Linked DNA regions of Mus musculus: regions 1 and 2 are each linked to region 3. The links are chromatin contacts, called in public HiChIP or PLAC-seq maps. All regions are on one chromosome and are shown on one strand. The core of a region is the stretch at or near the end of the contact, and the rest is flanking DNA. Distances in the headings are between cores, read along the strand shown.

Region 1 (2,700 bases), core at 71-2,570, 170 kb after region 3:
ACTCAGCACATCCATTAACAAAACATACAGCACGAATGCGCAATCAATGGGATACTGTTCAGAAGGAAGGAAGGAAGGAGAACTACTTAGAATAGGAGGCATCTCAAAAACATGTAGGCTGGGAAAACAAACAAACAAAAACCTAAGACACATTAAAATCTGTAGAAAATGGCAACACTGCAGACTGGACTTTCCCCAGTCCACCATCAGTGGATTTTTGGCTGTGCGCACCTGTGCAGAACCTTGAACTGCAAGGAGGGGAAAAGAAACAAAGGCCTAGCAGAGAACTGTAGGATTGATCTTCTTTGGCTAGCTAGGCAGAGGTAAGTCTGAGGAAATGAACCTGAAAATAGGATGTGAAGGCTGAGAAGGTGCCAGACTTCCAAGTCCCACCAGGTGAGCAGAGGAGAGCAGGTGCCAAGGCCCTCCGGGTTTGGAACGGGCCTGATTCTTTTTTCAGAGCAGTTCAGGCAAATTAGAGGCTGGATAACAAGGCGAGCGTTCCTGTGATTCTAAGCCAAGTGCCAGAGAAGAATCAACCCCAAAGATCCAAAGGAAACACAGGGAAACAGGAACCAATCCGGTATCCTCTGAGTTGCTGGGGCCTATCATTTGCTTAACACCCAGCATGTGTTCCACACCCAAGGTTACAGAAATAGTCTGATGTGTTAACAACGCTCCCTTTGAGGCAAGACTGGGTCAGATTATCTAAGCCCAACTTCCAAGAACGCTACCTGGACCAGAATGCCTTCCCTTTCTACGGTTACAGTAAGCAACTGGATATAAAAACACTCTCACTACAATTGACAGCCCCTGACACACACAGCGCTTGTCAGCTGCCCCGCAGAAGCTTGCCAAGGAAGAGAGAAGACAGGCCCCGTAGCAGAGCCCAAGCAGTCATTCACTTCTCTGCCACCTCCGCCCCGCTTCTGTTTAGTTTGTTTGCTTTATTTTTTAAGTTTGTGGTTTGCAAGGTCAAGTCAAGGCCAGCGAAGCACCCAACACTGCGAGGGAGGAACAACTCCGACAACGGTCCCCGGTGCTGTGTGCAACCCACGAAGGGATCCGGATAGAAGTGAGCGCCCGCGACCGGAAGGTTCCCCTCGCGGAAGGTTCTGCAGCTCTGGAGTGCCCCCCTTCCCAGGCGAAGAGCCAAGCAGTACCTGAGGAAAACGCGTCCAGGGTCCTGCCCCGGGCTCTGTGGAAAACATCCGCCGCCTCCATAGCGGACATGGCGAGCGACTGGCCTTGCCTGGGCACGTTCTGTGAGAGGAGGGAGCGACTCCACACCACCCGGCAGCCCCGCCTGGAACAGCTTCTGGAACCTGCCCTCCAGGAGGGCCGGGCGGGGCGGGGCCGCTCTGGGTGCTGCTAGTACTGCCTGGGCAGAACACGGAGATTGCCACCCCTAGTGGGATCCTCCCGGGGTCAGGATCCAACTTTCACTGGAACAGACTGGGGGTTGAGGCTTTGAGGCCTGGAGTTGTCTTATGTAACACGCATCGGGCCGCTTCATAATTTGGGATTTCAGGTTAACAAGAATAGGAAAAAACAAAACAAAAACAAACAAACAAAAAAACCCAACAAAACCCACGTTTAGCTTAAATATATCTCATGCAGTATTTGGGAGATACTTAAGCAGTTATTTTTAAAATATTGTTTATCTGAAATTCCATTTCAATTTGATGTCCTAAGTTTTATGTTGCAACCCTTCCAAACTGCCCACCATAATCTCAAGAGTCTTTAAGGCATCTTGACTGCCTGGACATTGCCACTGTCATTCTGTCACTGTTGTTGCTGGGTAACAGGCATTGCCCGAAGTACTTTGTGTTTTGCTTGTTACCTCATTGACTGCACTTGTCAGATGGGGAAACTGACACTCAGAGAGAGACACAACTCCTGAAAGCTAAGAGCTGCAGGTGAGCAAGACAAAATCTATCCAACTCAAAAGCCGTTACACTGGACTACAACCCTCACACTTGGTAGCAATCCAGATTTCGAGGTGGAAAATGTTAAATTCAGATCTCCAAAAAGAGGATACATTTATTAAGCACTACAGGGGAATTCCTAGGATCTGCCAAGTTGCTAAATTTTCTTCTCAACAAGTGTAAGCCTGAAATGTTCGTATGGTTAACAGAGCTAGGATGATGTCCCATGACCTTGAACTAGAGTCAGATATAAGTCCTAGCAATTTAGGACAGAAATACAAATGAGCTTGTGTCTCAGCTACTTGGGTTTATCCTAATACTACCACTTACTTTAGGTATGATCTTAAAAATTAGTTGCTCTGCACCTCAGTTTTCCTACCTGTCAAATGAGAACAATAACAATACCTAGGGTTATTGGGTTGGTGAGAAAGTTAGATGATGTTGTAATTTGCACATAAGATGTCTCCCGTAGGCTCATGTTGGAAGTTGTCCCCAGCTAGTTGTGAACGAAAGAAAAAGAAATAAAAAGGAAGGGAAAGGATATGAATTCCCCCTAGGTGTGGTGGAGGAGAAAGCTTATCTGTGGGAGAGTGTAGCCAAAAGCTGAGACATCTGTGAAAATCTAATACTGGGCAAGGGGAAGGGGTAAGGAGAAGGAGGGAAGAAAAGAACCAGGTGCAGCAGCCAGGAGGCCAAAGGTACAAAAAGGCTGGGTAACAAAATGTCTGGACTATATAGGGAAGAGCCCCTGGGGGGGGGGGGAAGGGCAGCC
Region 2 (2,700 bases), core at 115-2,614, 240 kb after region 3:
CCACACAGTCTTAATAAATCCTCTCATAAATTATCAATTAAGAGGATCCCAGCAGACCATTTTACATGTGGCCCAACTTCGTGGTCCTTTGAAAATTTCCCCCAAGAGTCCTGCAGCTGAAACCAAACAAGAGGAGAGGGAACAGAAAACATTGCTTCCTCTGTGATTCACCCAGCCTACTGCAAAGAGCATACTCAGTTAATACAATTAAAAAACAAAACGCCAGGGCGTGTGGGGATATAAATTTAGCTTAGCAGCTTTGATGTGAATCCTGATTTAGGGGCTATTGAAATCAAATTCAAGTAGAGGGCAGGAAGAAATAGGAGAAATGGTCGAGGGCTTATGGAGGGCTGGGAGGAATCAGTCAGGAGAAAGGAAGAGAGAACAAATTTGGAAAGGTTGAGAAGAGATGCTGGGAGCCAAGGAAACAACCTCGGTGAGGATGTCGGGGAAGGGGGGCTCCGTGGGGACAGGGGACAGCCTGCTCTGGAGACTGTCGCGCGGGCTGCAGAAACGAGTGGCTGAGGATGAGTGCCCAGGCCTTGCGCTGCGCCAAAACTGCCAGCGCAGAGGCGGCGCCGCTGTGTGCCCTCCTGTGGAGCTCAGCGTTCGCTGCGGGGGCGAAGAGGGACAGAAAGCGGCAGGTCCTAAGGGCTAGGGGAGTTCTTAGGAGAGCCCTTCCAGGGTGAGCCATTGCCTTCGCTTTGTCCGCTGACCGCCTCGCCAGACCACCCAGCTTTTAATATGAGTTCCCAAGCCCCTGTTCTGGGGTGCTTACCACAGCCCAAGGGGTTTGACACCTAACCCACCTTCCCAGTTCCAGCCTCTTCTCTGTTCAGGGACTCGAACCATCCCAGGCTCGCGCCAGGCATGAGGTCGCATCCCCGGAAAGGGCAAGGCAGTTCCTGCACGCCCGGGAGGAGGAGGGAGATCTTGTCTACACTGCTTCTAGTGTGTCTTGGAGTGAGCAAGCCATCTAATCTGTCCCGATTCTCCTAGTCACCCCTTCCCTGATCGACAGATTGCAATCGCAGCTCCTGCGCACGCACCCCTAGGGGGGGAAATCGAGGGCGGAACCACCTCTGAGTCTTTGCTTGGGGTGAGGAGCACCTTTCTCCCCGAGAGGGTGCCAGAGGTCCCGGCCGTGGTTCTTTCCACCTGCCGAGAAATCAGAGCTGTTCTTTCGAGCCTGGCAGCGGTGGAGCTTGCTGCTTTTGCCCGAGCTCTCTCTGCACGCCCCCTATTCGCCCCCGCCCGCCCGAGTCACCTCTTTACGCGCCCCCGCCCCTTTCGAGCTAGCGCTCACCACCACCCCTCCTCTATCCGCCCTCCTCCCCTTCCCCCTTCCCTCTGGCCCTCCCTTCATTCCACAAGTGTCGCTTCTCTCTCTCTCTCCAGCGCACTTGGCGTGCTAGAGAGGTGAAGAGCATCCTGCGAGCGAGCGGACGTGGGGAGCCGAGTCCCGGGTGGCGGGTGGAAGGGAGTTACGGACACAGCGACTCTCTCCTGTTTTCCACCCCCGCCTCCCCCGGTGGCCAGCAGGACCTGCACCCCGCGCTGGCCCCCGCTCCTGCTCCGTCCCCGCCCGGCCCCGGCGCGCTCCTCCCCGGCCGGCCCCCTTCCTCGGCGCGCGTCGCGCTGGAGGCGAACGCAGTCTGAGCCGAGCGCAGTGGCCGCCGACCACCGAGCGCCCCGCGCCGCCTCCCTGCATGTGCGGCCAGCGGCGGCCCGCAGCCCCCGCCAGCAGCCTCGGCAGCTTCGGCCGCGCGTCCAGAGGCGGCGGTAGCGGCTCCAGCGGCGGCCGAGCGCTCCAGCCCGGGTTGGGAGACACGATGCGCCGAGTCCTTCGGCTGCTTCTCGGCTGCTTCCTCACCGAGCTGTGTGCCCGCATGTGCCGGGCGCAGGAGCGATCTGGGCACGGGCAGCTAGCGCAACTGGGCGGCGTACTGCTGCTCACAGGGGGCAACCGCTCCGGAGCCGCCTCCGGAGAGGCCGGCGAGGGCGTCGGGGGCTCGGACGCACCGCCGACTCGAGCGCCCACGCCAGACTCCTGTCGGGGCTACTTCGATGTCATGGGCCAGTGGGACCCGCCGTTCAACTGCAGCTCGGGCGACTTCATCTTCTGCTGCGGGACTTGTGGCTTCCGGTTCTGCTGCACGTTTAAGAAGCGGCGACTGAACCAGAGCACCTGTACCAACTACGACACGCCACTCTGGCTTAACACGGGCAAGCCCCCAGCGCGTAAGGATGACCCCTTGCACGACCCCACCAAGGACAAGACCAACCTTATCGTCTACATCATCTGCGGGGTGGTGGCTGTCATGGTGCTGGTGGGCATCTTCACCAAGCTGGGGCTGGAGAAAGCGCACCGGCCCCAAAGGGAACACATGTCCAGGTGGGCTGCCTCCCCTTCGCCCCCCTCTTTGGGTCCACTTTCCTTTCCCATCCATCTCCAACATTCCCCAGCCGTGCTTCCCTCCACCCCAAGGTCTCCGATTGGGGAATGTCATCCAGGACGACAACTTTCCCTTGTAGCATTGAGCCAAGCAAGGCATTGGGCTCAGCACAGGTGGGAGTGAAGGCCGAGTGTGGAAGGGGAAAGTCTCTTTTCCCCTCGCCCACCTCCTGTTCCCTCTCACCAGATATGATGGTGGGTCTTGAGACACATAGCCGGGTCTTTAAACTCTTGCGTTTTGGGGA
Region 3 (2,700 bases), core at 197-2,696:
CACTGACCACTCAGGAGCCCCACGTTGTCTGTTCTCTCCTGGTGGGTCCCAAGGGATGTAACCTGCTGCAGAGGTTTGCTCAGACCCAGGGAAGGTGAGGCCCTTAAGGAAGGGAGCCTGACTTCACATCACATGGCCTCAGTGATTTGCTAGGCTGCCACTTACCATATTATCATTAAAATGTTTCTTTGCAGTGTAACTCATCCCTTGGAAGCGTCCATGTCCCTGGGAGGGACAGATGGGGGAGACAGAATAAAGTAGGTCACAGCACAGACCCCCACGTGGAGGTTCAGCAGAAGTGTGGGCCGTGTTTCTCCACCCACTGTTGCTTTTACTCCAAACATTGTTAAATATAGTTTCTGATGAGACTAGAAGAGCCATGTTCTCCCAGAGAGCAATTAAGTTTAGTCCAGGGTCGCAGTGGGCTGCTGTGTGCTCTGCCAGGGCCCACTTGAGCCCACATGGAGGCTTTTTTGCTTCAAAAGGTGTTACTGACTCGTACAGCTCAGAACTTTTTATCTTGAGTCAGTGTGGTGGATCGTCAAGAGCCCTCTAGGCTCCACAGTCCTCATTACTTCAGAGATGTTCAGGACATCACTGATGCACAAGCTACATGGCCGCAAGCAGAAAGGGTTTAAAAATAAGTGTAACTGCACTGGCATTTGGGGCGCGAAGGATCATGGCTTGCTTTGCTGGACTCTGTCCTTCTGTGGACTCTAATCCCAGGGAGCTCCCCCGCCCCACCCAGGGCAGGGGGCAGTCTCTGTCCTTGCATCTCTATTTAGTTAGGAGGCACTGGGCAACACTTGTTGTATGCTGGCCTGTGGCTTACAAGGACCGGGTACACCAGGGAGGCAGGCTGGGGCTGAAAGAGACTTAGAGGGCGTGAGGTTAATGGAGCCAAGACATGATTCTGTTCGAGGCTCTCCAGTTTACTATGGGAGTCTACTTATACAAGGGGAAGGTCCATCCCCTGCCAGTCCATTCTTGGTGTCTGGAGCCAGCCTGTAGGTGATGTGTAGAATAGGATGTTCCTCCAGAATGTATCAGGTGCTTCTCAGCAGGTAGCAGTGTCTTGGAGAGAGCAGTGGCAGGTGGCAGAACAAAAGAGCCATCTAGGTCAGAAGGCTCCCCCTTAGGGTAATTTCCTTCTCAGTGGCAGCAAGGTCAAAGTCTGGATCAGCCTGCTTCAGGGCTGAGGGAGGCTACAAACCCTCGAGGTTGTTAGCCTTGCACCCAGCCCTCCTGAGCTGTTGTGTTTCGAGGCTCATATCCCTCTCCCTTCCTCCTCTCCATTTTCATTCTTCCCTGTTGCTCATCCTGCCTTTGCAAATGCTGAGCGAAATGGCAAACACAGGAACATCCTTGCAAAGACAGTAAACACTAGTATGTTAATCTGCATAGGATGTATCACAGGAGCTGTAAGAAAGCACACTCTAGAAGCATGAATCTGTGTAGTTACAGCCTCCCTAGGAGGTAGGCATGGCACACACTGCTGTAGCAGTGCTGGTGGTATTGGCTGGAGTCCTCCCTGCCTAAGGTATTCACTCTAGGCTGTTGCTATGTCAGTCTAACCCAAGCTAGTATTGCCCGTTTACTGCACTGGTCACTGTGAGTTGCTATAATAGTGAGTGGAAAACATGAGGATATTCTAAGAACAGGTTCTTGTTGGTGCAATCTTCAAGTCTGATTTTTGGAATTGAAATCATGAAGACTCCTCTCACTTAGGGATTTGGAGCATCCTTCTTCAGGATGCAGGTTCCCAGGACACTAGTGAGAACGACTGACTTGGGAGTCACTGAGGCGGCCAAAGAAAGAGGGAGGAACAAAACACAGCGATGACCAGTGTTGGGCCCTGAGACAGGGTAGAATGTAGCCTGGCCAGGCAGAGGGGAAGCTGGGAAGGAACTGTCAGGGTTGAAGGGGATCAGGGTTTTCCAGAGTTCCTCCTTTGTCTGAACAGCCTGTGAAGCACAGCCTCAGAGCATCAAGAGTAGCAAGCTCTCTGCTCCTAGGCTGCTAAGTTGGCAGAGGCCCCACACAGCAGGTGGTGTGCCCACAATTGTGGTGGCATCCCTGCCACCCCATCAGTGTAGCAGTGTACTGAGTTAGCCATCAGGGTCAACATAGGGGAAGCAGGAAAGTGTGGAGGGGTTGCTTGGGCCAGCGTGCTTTTGGGCGTGGCCTTTCTCAACGGGCAGCTGTGGGAAGCCCTCATTCTGCAGTGAACAGTGTATAGAGAAACAGGACCCTGTGACTATGGTGCCGTGTTGCCATGTTGACATGGTCTGAGCAGGCTCGTTGGATCTTGTAAAGCTATCTGCAGACCTGTGGGCTCCATAGACAGGAGTGAGACAGGTGTTGAAAACAATGTGTTCTTCACCCTGTCGGATGCCCTGAGCTAGGCCGGGGCTTCCTCCCATTGGGTCACTGGAACCCACTTGCTCCCTTGGTGTTTGTGTTGCTGTTACTTCCCCAGGTGAGAAAATGAGCGTGAGGATGAAGTAAGGCAGTGCGCTGCTGGGTGTGGGACTGGGGTCACAAGGGGAGGGACGAGCCACAGAGCTTTTCTGCCTCTCCTACTAGTTCACCAGTGCCATCCATGTTCAGGGTTGCTATTCGGGGTCCTTTTGCCCAAGTCAGAATAAAGCCTGGTGGGGGGCATGCGGCTGTTCTCTGTTTCCTGGGGAAGTCCCCTGG

What was found. HiChIP or PLAC-seq counts read pairs in DNA pulled down with a chosen protein or histone mark.
Region 1: a contact with region 3 is called in an H3K27ac HiChIP or PLAC-seq map of embryonic stem cells, with 4 times the contacts expected there. The contact joins the promoter of Cpped1 here to the enhancer-like site in region 3. A contact is called at or near these places in 1 of 484 Hi-C or Micro-C datasets (embryonic stem cells), 6 of 115 datasets of contacts at active chromatin or transcription factors (bone marrow-derived macrophages, embryonic forebrain, embryonic stem cells and 1 more) and 4 of 9 other capture datasets (adipose tissue, embryonic stem cells, liver and 1 more).
Region 2: an H3K4me3 HiChIP or PLAC-seq map of embryonic stem cells shows a contact between it and region 3, with 4 times the contacts expected there. The contact joins the promoter of Shisa9 here to the enhancer-like site in region 3. A contact is called at or near these places in 5 of 39 promoter capture datasets (embryonic stem cells, hippocampal neurons, liver and 1 more), 1 of 484 Hi-C or Micro-C datasets (nephron progenitors), 3 of 115 datasets of contacts at active chromatin or transcription factors (embryonic forebrain, embryonic stem cells and forebrain) and 1 of 9 other capture datasets (embryonic stem cells).

What each region holds. Positions count from the first base shown.
Region 1 is chr16:11,908,103-11,910,802 of GRCm38.p6, forward strand. Cpped1 (calcineurin-like phosphoesterase domain containing 1) reads right to left here and starts at 1,321. Exons shown (of 4, transcript NM_146067.3): 1 at 1,164-1,321. The coding sequence starts at 1,233. The region is part of intron 2 of Gm9961 (predicted gene 9961); the gene reads left to right.
Region 2 is chr16:11,982,749-11,985,448 of GRCm38.p6, forward strand. It overlaps Shisa9 (shisa family member 9), which reads left to right and starts at 1,365. Exons shown (of 5, transcript NM_028277.2): 1 at 1,365-2,395. The coding sequence starts at 1,833. It overlaps Gm32278 (predicted gene, 32278), which reads right to left and starts at 997. Exons shown (of 2, transcript NR_155455.1): 1 at 810-997.
Region 3 is chr16:11,741,840-11,744,539 of GRCm38.p6, forward strand. The region is part of intron 20 of Snx29 (sorting nexin 29); the gene reads left to right. Among named protein-coding and RNA genes, the nearest start is that of 4833415N18Rik, 37 kb to the right of the region's middle. Within about 2 kb of position 1,447, at least 18 of the 459 cell types and tissues checked have an H3K27ac peak or open chromatin away from gene starts, as enhancers often do. A contact at or near this core is called in embryonic stem cells, where this site is marked.